2 separate regions of the Mus musculus genome follow, and region 2 is linked to region 1. A link is a contact called in public HiChIP or PLAC-seq data. All regions are on one chromosome and are shown on one strand. The core of a region is the stretch at or near the end of the contact, and the rest is flanking DNA. Distances in the headings are between cores, read along the strand shown. Region 1 overlaps Ston2 (stonin 2). Region 2 overlaps Sel1l (sel-1 suppressor of lin-12-like (C. elegans)).

Evidence for each region. HiChIP or PLAC-seq counts read pairs in DNA pulled down with a chosen protein or histone mark.
Region 2: an H3K27ac HiChIP or PLAC-seq map of extraembryonic endoderm stem cells shows a contact between it and region 1. The contact joins two enhancer-like sites. A contact is called at or near these places in 19 of 39 promoter capture datasets (the 3T3-L1 cell line, 3T3-L1-derived adipocytes, the C10 cell line and 11 more), 26 of 484 Hi-C or Micro-C datasets (3T3-L1-derived adipocytes, 8-cell embryo, the Ba/F3 cell line and 20 more), 7 of 115 datasets of contacts at active chromatin or transcription factors (CD8 T cells, Th17 cells, embryonic basal ganglia and 4 more) and 2 of 9 other capture datasets (adipose tissue and liver).

Annotation. Positions count from the first base shown.
Region 1 is chr12:91,667,281-91,672,301 of GRCm38.p6, reverse strand. All of the region lies in intron 4 of Ston2 (stonin 2), which reads left to right. It also overlaps the pseudogene Gm51993. Among named protein-coding and RNA genes, the nearest start is that of Gm16876, 12 kb to the left of the region's middle. Within about 2 kb of position 3,676, at least 137 of the 459 cell types and tissues checked have an H3K27ac peak or open chromatin away from gene starts, as enhancers often do. A contact at or near this core is called in extraembryonic endoderm stem cells, where this site is marked.
Region 2 is chr12:91,804,999-91,810,106 of GRCm38.p6, reverse strand. Sel1l (sel-1 suppressor of lin-12-like (C. elegans)) reads left to right here. Exons shown (of 21, transcript NM_001039089.1): 21 at 54-4,064. The coding sequence ends at 263. Among named protein-coding and RNA genes, the nearest start is that of Ston2, 21 kb to the right of the region's middle. Within about 2 kb of position 1,551, at least 5 of the 459 cell types and tissues checked have an H3K27ac peak or open chromatin away from gene starts, as enhancers often do. A contact at or near this core is called in extraembryonic endoderm stem cells, where this site is marked.

The sequences.
Region 1 (5,021 bases), core at 2,427-4,926:
TCCTGGACATATCAGAAACCTGTTTTTAAAACTCATCCTGCTGTAATCATGGACAGATGAGGCCAGAATTTCTTGGCGGTGAACTTTCTGTTTCTATAATGTTATTGTTCAGGCTGTGCTGGGTACCACTGTGGTTTGAATGTAGAAAGTCCCCGATAGGTTTGTGTACTGGAGCCCGTCATCACCTGTTTGAGAAGGCTGTGGAACTATTAAGCAGGGGGGAGCCATGCTGGAGGAGATGGGTCACTGATGGTGAGGCACAAGCCTTCAGGTTTTATAACCCCGTCCTACTTCTCTGCTTCCTGACAGTGGCTGTGGTAGCACGCACGTACACACACACACACACACACACACACACACACACAGAGAGAGAGAGAGAGAGAGAGAGAGACAGAGAGAGACAGAGAGAGACAGAGAGAGACAGAGACAGAGAGACTAAATTAATCTTTTTTTAAAAAGTAGAAAAATACAAATTTAACACAAGGAGTAGTTACTACGGGTTAAACTGCTCTGAATAAAACTGAAGGAGCGCTTATAGAAGTAGGTTAGTAGGTTAGTAGGTTAGTGATACCTGACTACCACACTCAGCCACCATGATCATCTATATCACTGGTTCTCAAACTATGGATCACAAACCCCTTGGGGCTCGAATGACCCTTTCACAGGGGTTGCATATCAGATATCCTGCATATCAGATACATTATGACTCATAACAGTAGCGGAATTTCAGTTATGAAGTAACAAGAAAAGTAACGTTCTAGTTGGAGGTATTACAACATGAGGAACTGTACTAGAGAGTCAATACATTAGGAAGGTTGGGGACCACTGTTCCACATCCCTTCATAAACTGTAAGTGAAAATAAGCCCTTCCTCCCTTAAATTGCCACCTGTCAGATCCCAGCAATAAGGACTATGGCCAGTACAGTCATGGGTATACATGGAGACCATCCAGGAAAGAAGATGTGAGTTAAGGAACCAGTAGGCCTCTTTGGTTACAAGCAACAAAAATAAATATTGGCCAACGAGAAATTTGTGGGAGAGCCAAGCTCAGAAAGGGGCAAGAGCCCACACAGCTCTGTCCCCTCGGCAGGAGCCTGTAGATGGTTCCTTCTGAGTGTCACCCTCTCGATGAATGAACATCATGCATTTTTATTTCCATGAAAAAAAAAATGTACATGAGGCAGTTCCCAGGAAAAGAGCTTTATAGTAGACAATGCTCCCAAGTTTCTTTCTTCTTCTTCTTTTTTTTTTTTTTTTTTTTTTTGGTTTTTTTCGAGACAGGGTTTCTCTGTGTAGCCCTGGCTGTCCTGGAACTCACTTTGTAGACCAGGCTGGCCTCAAACTCAGAAATCCGCCTGCCTCTGCCTCCCAAGTACTGGGATTAAAGGCATGTGCCACCATGTGCCACCATGCCCGGCTCATCAGGCTTTCTAATAAAATGTCTTCCAAATGATTCTTAAATAAGACTCATAAAGCACTAACCATTAAAGGAAAATACTTCATAAATTACCTCACTTTTGAATTTAAAGTGTCTGTTAATTAAAAGCCATCCTATTACAAAAAATAAAAGCAAACCACTATATAGGAAGAAATGTTGCCAACAGGCATATCTGGCAGACCACTCACATGCAGAACATAAATTAACTTTGGGAGTCAGCAGAAACATGGTAAACAGCAAACAAAGGCCTTATAAAGATAATGTCATGGGCTGGCAAGATGGCTCAGTAGGAAAAGGTGCTCGTCATATAAGCCTGGTGACCCGAGTTCAATCCCCAGGCCCCACGAAAAGGGGGAAGGAGAGAACCATATGAACTCCCCAGAACTGTCCACAGTTCCACAGAGCTGTCCTGTGACCTCCACATGCATACTGTGGGGTGCCTGCCCCACAGCCATACACTCTCACCATAATAATAAATATTCTTTTCAGAAGTACTTCATAAAAGAGGATAGCCAAATAGCCAGTAAAACATGCACCACGGTGCTAGGCAAGCCTCCTTAGTTACCAATGGAAGCCAAGTAACTCTACCATAAAACAGAGTGCCTAGACAGCATCACAGTTCAAGTGAGTGTCAGGCAGTACTGCCTGTTAGCAAAGATAAAGACCAACAGAACATGTAGACACTGTGTGGAAGCCTAAGTGAATGCAGTGAGTTTGCGTGCTGGATGATGGAATAGTCCTGTTTAGTATACTCAATGCATCTTCGTGTGTACCCAAGTATGTACAAGAGTGTGCAGTGGGGCACCAGCTATAATTGCCCAAATGCAGAAAATATCAAATATCTGTAAACATTCCAAGGGATAAACTGTCGCATTGGTGCATTTGAACACAATGCAGAAATGTTCAAATAGCACATATGGTGTTAGTAGTCATGGTAGTGATTATGAGAAGGGGAGGTCGGTAGGAGGAATGGGGGCATAAAGTGAAGTCACCATGGGTTCTGGCTGTGTTCTGGCTTTGGATCAGTTTACAAACAAATCCAAACAAACAGTTTTGAAAAAATGCATCAAGCTTTAAACACAGACAGGATTTCTGTTCTTTTCCGTGTGCTTGGTGTTTTAATAAAATGTTTACAAAAAAGAAAAGCTAGGCATGGCGCTATAGGTAGGTAATTCCAACCCTTGGGAGGTTAAGTAAGGCAGGATGGTAGCCCGGGCTTGACAATTAGAGATGAGTCAAGTGACGGACAGTTGCCTCTAGAAGAAAGCACTGGCAAACTCCAGATTAATCACATCAATAAGAAAAATAGGAATTTGGGGCTTGAGAGATTGATTGTTCAGTAGCTAAGACCATCTGCTGCTCTTGGAGAGGACTCGAGTTTGGCTCCCAGCACCCAAGTTTGGAAGCTGACAACCACCTCTCCAATTCCAGGGAATGAAAATGCCCTCCAGCCTCCAAGAGCATCTGCACTCACGGTGCACAGAAACTCTCGAAGACACACCACACACACACACACACACACACACACACACACACACACAGAGAGAGAGACAGAGAGAGAGAGAGAGAGAGAGAGAGAAAGAGACAGAGAGAGAGACAGGGACAGAGAGAGACAGAGAGAGACAGAGACAGAGAGACTAAATTAATCTTTTTAAAAAAAAATAGAAAAATACAAATTTAACACAAGGAGTAGTTACTACGGGTTAAACTGCTCTGAATAAAACTGATGGAGCGCTTATAGAAGTAGGTTAGTAGGTTAGTGTTCCCCCATCAGGTGACTGACTGAACTGGAGGGAAGCACCCGGGCTCCTGTTTCTCACAGAGGTGCTGGGGACATGCACGTGTACAGTCCTGAGTATCTCTAAGCACCTGTCTCTGAATGTTCTACCTCAAGTCAATGAAGAGGACGGTTTAGAAACAGATTAGAAACTTCTCGTCCAAAGACAAGTTGCCTAAGCTATTGTTTTCCCTCCCCTGTAGACCGTGAACCCTCCCGTCGTGGTCTAAAGGAGGAGTTGAGGCAGAGCACTGTAGGAGTCCGTGTTACCTCATCAGCTCACAGGGGACACTGACAAACTGGGACAGATTTTTCCCCTGTTGATATTTGAAGCCTCTCCTGGGGCTTCCCCGTGGCGTGACGTCGTGTCATTGTGAATGTCACAGTGTGTTGGTTTTGGTGGCTTGGTAACTCAAGCACTGGGGCAAAGGGCACTTCTGCTTATCTGTATCACAGTGTGAGGCTTGTCCCCACACCAACACGCCATGGCTTCCTTCTCCAGTGTTTACTCAGGCGCACCTGCAAGTGAGCCCAGAGCCTGAGCCAGTACATATTTTCTGGGTGCCAGGCAATATCGTAGATTATAATAATGATGAATAAAAACAGCATAAAGATGGAAAAAAGATAAAAATGAAATGTTAGAGCCTTTACCTTCAAATTGTTTTTAGTCTGGAAACGAAGTGCGTGTGTTTCTTCTGAGAGCTGCAGTTTTCCTTTTCTCCTTTTTCTCTCCACAACCTCTGCTCAGTACATATCATCTCACCCTCACATCTCATCTATGCCTCCTCTCAGAATAGCATTCCATATAAGCAGGCTAAAAGCCATTTGACCCAGTATGTCTCCAACAGAAGCCATGAGCTCATAATCTATATCTTCTTGTTCCCACTCACTCAGAGAGCCACTCCTGACAGTGTGTGCTTTTAGTTATAATTTGCAGAAAGTGGTGTTTATTAGCTGCCCCTTCTGTGCCGGGCACTAGCCAAGCACTGGTCCACATTATCTCCAGCTGTTACCACATCCTACAAGGCATCATTTTCTAAGTGGGGGCCCTTTGGTTAAGCCACACAAGCTTTCCTCACACACAGCCTGTTCTTGGCACAATACAAGGCCCCATTCTCTTCCGTGTCTCCTGTACCTCACAGAGCTATGTGAGGTATTTGCTCGGGTGATTCAATCATGGAAACGCCCATCTGCCATCAGTTTGTCAGCTGCACATAAGCAGAACTATGTGCTTGGCGGAGGTTGGCACCGTGGCCATTAAGCTACGTGGTTGACAGAGGTTGGCAAGGTGATCATTAAGCTATGTGGTTGGCAGAGGTTGGCAGAGGTTGGCAACATGGGCATTGGCATTGTGGGCATGTTCCTTGTTCTTGTTTGACTAGGAGGTCAGTAAAGACACTTGCTTATAGATTCTGAGCTCATATTTTAGAAACACTTAAGAATTCAGCAGTAGTAGCCTGCTATGCTATCATAGGTGCACCACGCCAATGCTGCTGCTATCTATATTAAAATCTTAGGTGCACTTGAGCCTCCGAGGAAGAACCCTCCTGTACCGAGAAAGCTGTGCTATTTTGGTCCTACCTCACTAGGCTGGCTCCCTCTGAATGACTTGATACCTGCTGCTAGCTTCAGTTCTCAACACGTGCAGATGGGTATCCCATGCTGGTTAAGATGAGTCTTGCTGTGAGCTGGTAGACAAACGCTTCCGAATGGATACTAAGGGGGCATCTGCTGCTCTCTCGTGTCCTATTCTACTCTCTCATAAGCCACTCAGATTCAGACAGCTGCTGCTCAGTCCGCAGGGCT
Region 2 (5,108 bases), core at 302-2,801, 140 kb before region 1:
AGTTCTTTCACCGACATCGAAGTGCTAATGCTTTTTGTGTTTTTCTCATTAAGATTCGAGATCTATTCACACAACTGGATATGGACCAGCTTTTGGGACCCGAGTGGGACCTTTACCTCATGACCATCATTGCACTGCTCTTGGGTACAGTCATAGCTTACAGGCAGCGACAGCACCAGGACATACCAGTTCCCAGGCCCCCAGGGCCACGGCCGGCTCCTCCCCAGCAGGAAGGACCACCAGAGCAGCAGCCACCACAGTAGCAGCCACACACTCACCTTGGTCGGTGACCACTGGGGAGCTGCTTGCTGAGAACGCTTGCATTTGATGTAGGGCTCTGGATGGTGGCACCGCCTGGAAGAGGCGTGAGGCGTGTTGAATCCCAGAAGCTGCTTAGAACCTGCTGCCTTCCTTTTCAGGGATGCGCGGCTCTCGGCAGAGCTGCAGTGAATGTTTGTTTCAGTGCCATACGGAATGACAACTCTCAGTGGCTTTCCTCTTTCCTTTTTCTTTCTTCGTTCTGCAAACATACACAAGACACTCGAGTCATGTCTACTGTACCCTGTCTTTCCTGAGAGACCTTTCGTCATCCTGTTGATGTGCATAACTTCTTACCTGTCTTCTAAGGTCCTGAGCATTGACAACCTGGGGAAACCCAGTTAGTTGCAAGTTTAACCCTAAAAACATGCTTAAGTCTGAGACTAGAACTTGCCATTAAGTCAAAAGCAAAACAAGCCAAGCAGGACGTCTTCAGGGTGTTTGGGAAATGCAGTAACTGGGAAATTTTACCAGTCTACATGCCAGGTCATATGTTCGGCACTCTTATTTTAAAAGGGATTATTGATCGGATTCCTGTACTGTGACTCTGACACTTCCTAGCAAACTTCTCTTCCTCAAAGACTGAAAGGCTTTGCTAAAGACTTCTTCGTGATGTCACATCCCTGCCATGGAGTAGAAGTCAAACTCAGTCAGCTGACTCCGTGCTCCCACAGAGGACTTTGCCCCAGCTACTCATGTGAGTTGCATATACAGAGCCCTAGTCCAGACGCCAGAGGATGATCTAAATGGAGAAATCAGAAAACAGCCTTAACCAACTTGAGGTGGGACCTGGGACATGCCCTCCCTCGGGTAGATTCGTTGCTTCCCGGATCTCATTTTACTTCACATTTCTTATGGCACAGAGAACAGACAACCCTCCCAAAGTCTTCAAATATGAAATGCTATTGTCAAGATTGGCAGGTGGTGACTTCCTTTGTAATACTAAAATACTAAAATACTCAGACAATGGAGGATGGGTTAGACCCAATGCATGGCAAAACCAAAGGCCTGGGTGCACCGTTGTGTATGCTGCGGGAGCTTTTTATTTCTGACGGTTTGATGTGGCTGTAGAAAGTCAGCCACTGAGTAGCTGTTGTGTTATCGCCCTTCTGTTGTAAACATTAGGAAATTAAAGCAGTTACACCCAGCATTGCCTGCTTCAGTAAGAGGCGAAAACAACGACTGAGAGCTTCACATAATCACCCCAAAGCCCAAGCTGAATTTGTGGTCTGTGTAATCAGATCTGTGGATGGTAGCGTTGGGTAGCCAGCACCCCATGGGAGCTCACGCCCCTGTTCATTATCGCCTTTCCATTGTTTTCTGTAATCCTTGTCTGCAATGAAACGACTTTATCACTTGTGGAGTTTGGAAAGCTTTGAGTTTGAATGTTGGGATTGTCATGAGAATTCAATGTAGTTCATCTGTATTGAACATGAAGGCTTTAAGTGTGAAGTTGTGTACATTTGTGTGTGCTCACAGTATTATGGGAAACCCAGGAAGCAAAAATTTTCCTCGAAGATATTTGCCTCCAAATTTGAAGACATGGCCACAGAGAGGCAGATCTTTGAGAGGCAGCCAGCATTCCTCTCAAAAATGTAATGTTGCTTTGGGCTTGTAAATAGTAAGGCTCATTTGGTGTCCTGTGCTGAAAGACTAGATTGTGAGCGGTGCAGTAAACAGGGTCCTTAGCCCTGCCTCCTCTCCCAGCCCCTCCCTCAGCCCAGGAAAGGAAATACGCTACGGCCCGGCCCGTCTCTGCCGTCTCTCTTCCTTTAGAAGGCAGGTTTTACATGATTCACAGGAACTGGGCACAGTGGTGTGTAGCTGCAGTCTCCTGTCACTCACAGTAGGCTGGGGGGTTAAGACCAGCTTAGGCAATACAACAAGACCCAGTCTCTACAAATAAATAAATAAAAAGATGGGAAACTCTAAGATGCCACTGGCTTCTGTGGTTTTCCTGTGCCATCCACCTCAGGCCTCCTTGGATGGCAGCAGTTTTGCCTCCATCTTTACTTCCCACAGAAAGTACTTGAAGAAAATATCTCTTAAAATAGCATACACTACCTAAGGCTGGACGGGACAGTCTAGGTTTGTTCTTCATGTAGCAGACTTGCCCCTTGCTGTCCTTTTACGAACGGTCACTACAGCAGATGCCCTTCCCGAGACTTTTACCCTCTGTTTCCAGCCTGCGGCGTCTACTGCGAGAACTCAGTTCTCGCTGCTGCTTTCCTAGATGATCTCAAGCGCTTTGCTCTGTTCTCTTACCTAGAGTCTGTGGGACGTGGGACCGAAGCAAATAGGCACTGGGTTCGGTGGTTCTCTTAAAAATAATGCACAGTACTTACTAATGGCATCCATTTGAATAAAGTGGCAATAAAGCTAGTTGATGTCAGTGACATTAAGCCAACTCCAGGATTCGGGAGTTTTAGCATTAGGATTTAGATTTACCAGCTAGAGCGTGGCTTCCTTCCTCCCTGTAGCCCATCCCTACTGCTGCCTTTCGTGGTCTGTCTCGCAGGTCTGTCTTGCGGCCTACCAAGGCTCTCTGACGAGCCTCTGTTCTCCTGCGCCCCGCCCCGTTGGGCAACCAGCTACATCAGAGTCTAGAGAACACAAATTTTACTTCTGTGGCGGTGTACAAAAGTGGAGTTTTTGTTTTTGAAGTTTTTGTTTCTGATTTCTGGGTTTTCTTAGTTACTAGCCGATAATACAGAAAAAGGTCTGACAGGGGCTTTATTTTCCCCCAAATTTATTAATACCTAAACTAGATTAATGTAAAAGTACAAGTCCTAAATCTTGGTACTCCTGAAGGCTTGTAGTTCTTCTGAAGATATATATAGATAGATAGATTAACTTCTGAACATATTACCACTCACCATCTCTACCTTGGAGAAGCGTTAGAACCCTGCTCCAGGGGTCTGGTGAGGAGCGGGTGGCTGGGGGTTCTCTACACAGAATTTGGTTTCGTCTGGCTGCTTGGTTGGGTTTTCTCTCTCTCCTCTGCTCCCCAGGTTTGCTCTCTGGTGCTTAGGAGCAGCCATGGCAGCCTCCACATGCAGACCTCAACCCCTTGTGTGTGTGGCATTTGCAACCAGTGACCAACCACATCTGCAAAACACGCAAGAAGATACGCAAGAAGTAACCGGAACAAAGGAAAACTATTTTATGCAAAAAAAAAAAAAAAAAAACTATTTTCATCAGTTATTGCCTCAGATACGAGAGAAACTATTTCTGGATGCTGTATTGTCAGGTTTTTAAGTGGGTATTTTTCTTTGAAAAAGAAGCTAAGTGTCTTCACCCACTAGGGACTTGAAGAAAATTTGAAATAACCCCATATACCAATGATTTCTATGTTAAAGAGCCTGTTTACACATCAGAAAGCCGATTTTGTATGCATATGAAGGGCCCTTTGGTTATGAGCAGGGAGCCATCCAGATGTTCTTTGTTTACTATTTATTGGTGAACGATCTGACACTATTTCTCTTTTATTTAAGAAACAACGTTGATATGATCAAAGTATGACCACTAGAGATGTTGAGGGACATGCTTAAAGAGCATAAGCTGACGTCATGAAGGAACACCATACTAGACTTTTTGTAAATTTATTTTGTATTTAATGGAATGCAGTATAACGGCTGGTGACGTGTATTATAATTGTGTAAACAAATCCTGTTAATAGAGAGATGTACAGATTCATTTTGTACTGTATCTGGAAACTTGTGAAATAAAGACCCCCTCTCTGGTTATCTGTCTGGGCGTGTGCCACATTCAAAGGCCTTCATGTGCAGACTTTGCTCTTGACCTGAAGATTGAACATTTTAGCTAACTCTTAGTGAAGTACAGAAATGAAATTCTAGAATGCATTCATCTGGGGAAATTTGAATCTGTCTTTCATTTTTAATATCTGTCAGTCAGATTCCCATGAACTAATTGAACATTGTCCTGGGGAAGATATAAATTTACCAGGAACTGGTAACTATTTGTAGAATCTGATGTTTGACCTCAGTCTGCCTGAGATGTCTGAAGTACACACACCTCTGTTTACACTGGTTGTAGTCCAAACTTAGCAAAGGATATCTGCATGCTCATCCCAGAGGGCTCGCAGAGACACAGCTACAGCGCAGTAAGGCCTACTTAAAATAAGATCTCAATAAGGAAGACACAGAGGAAGAGCCCTAGCTGAGAGTACGTGTTGTGCACACAGTTCTAGCTAGGGGTATGGCGTGTGGCAGTGGGAGAGGGCTTCCTAATGAAGTACAAGGGGCTTTGGCTTCCATCCTCAAGAAGAGAAAGGAAGCAAGCCGGAAGAGAGTTGTAGGTTTGTCCTTCAGCACCCTAGCAGACAACTCGGAGGTGATAAAAGCCAGGCCCAGCTGAGCAACATCCGATCCTTGGGTAAGCAGTCTGGATAATGCAGACTGCCACAAATAAAATTTTGGGTCTCAACTGCTACTCCAAGCTACCTGAGATGGCCTAGGCTAAAGTAAAAGTGAAGACAGAAACATCCAAACGACAGCCTCCGAAGTCTGCCTGGAATTAGGCACGGTGGCTGTATACCACTAACAGAATTTCTGTCCGGGTGCTACAGTGAAGCCTTCAGTCTTCGTCCATTGGCTGTTACAGCACCTGTCCTTTAGCTTCCTTGAGGGCAATAACATACATTGGATATACCCCCTTGGGAAGCTGCTGATGCTGAGCTGTGGAGTTGAGAGTTTATCCATCTGCATTTCCCAGACGCTTCGACTGTGGCCTTGCCCATTGTATCTTTCTGGGTGCGAGAACTACACGCA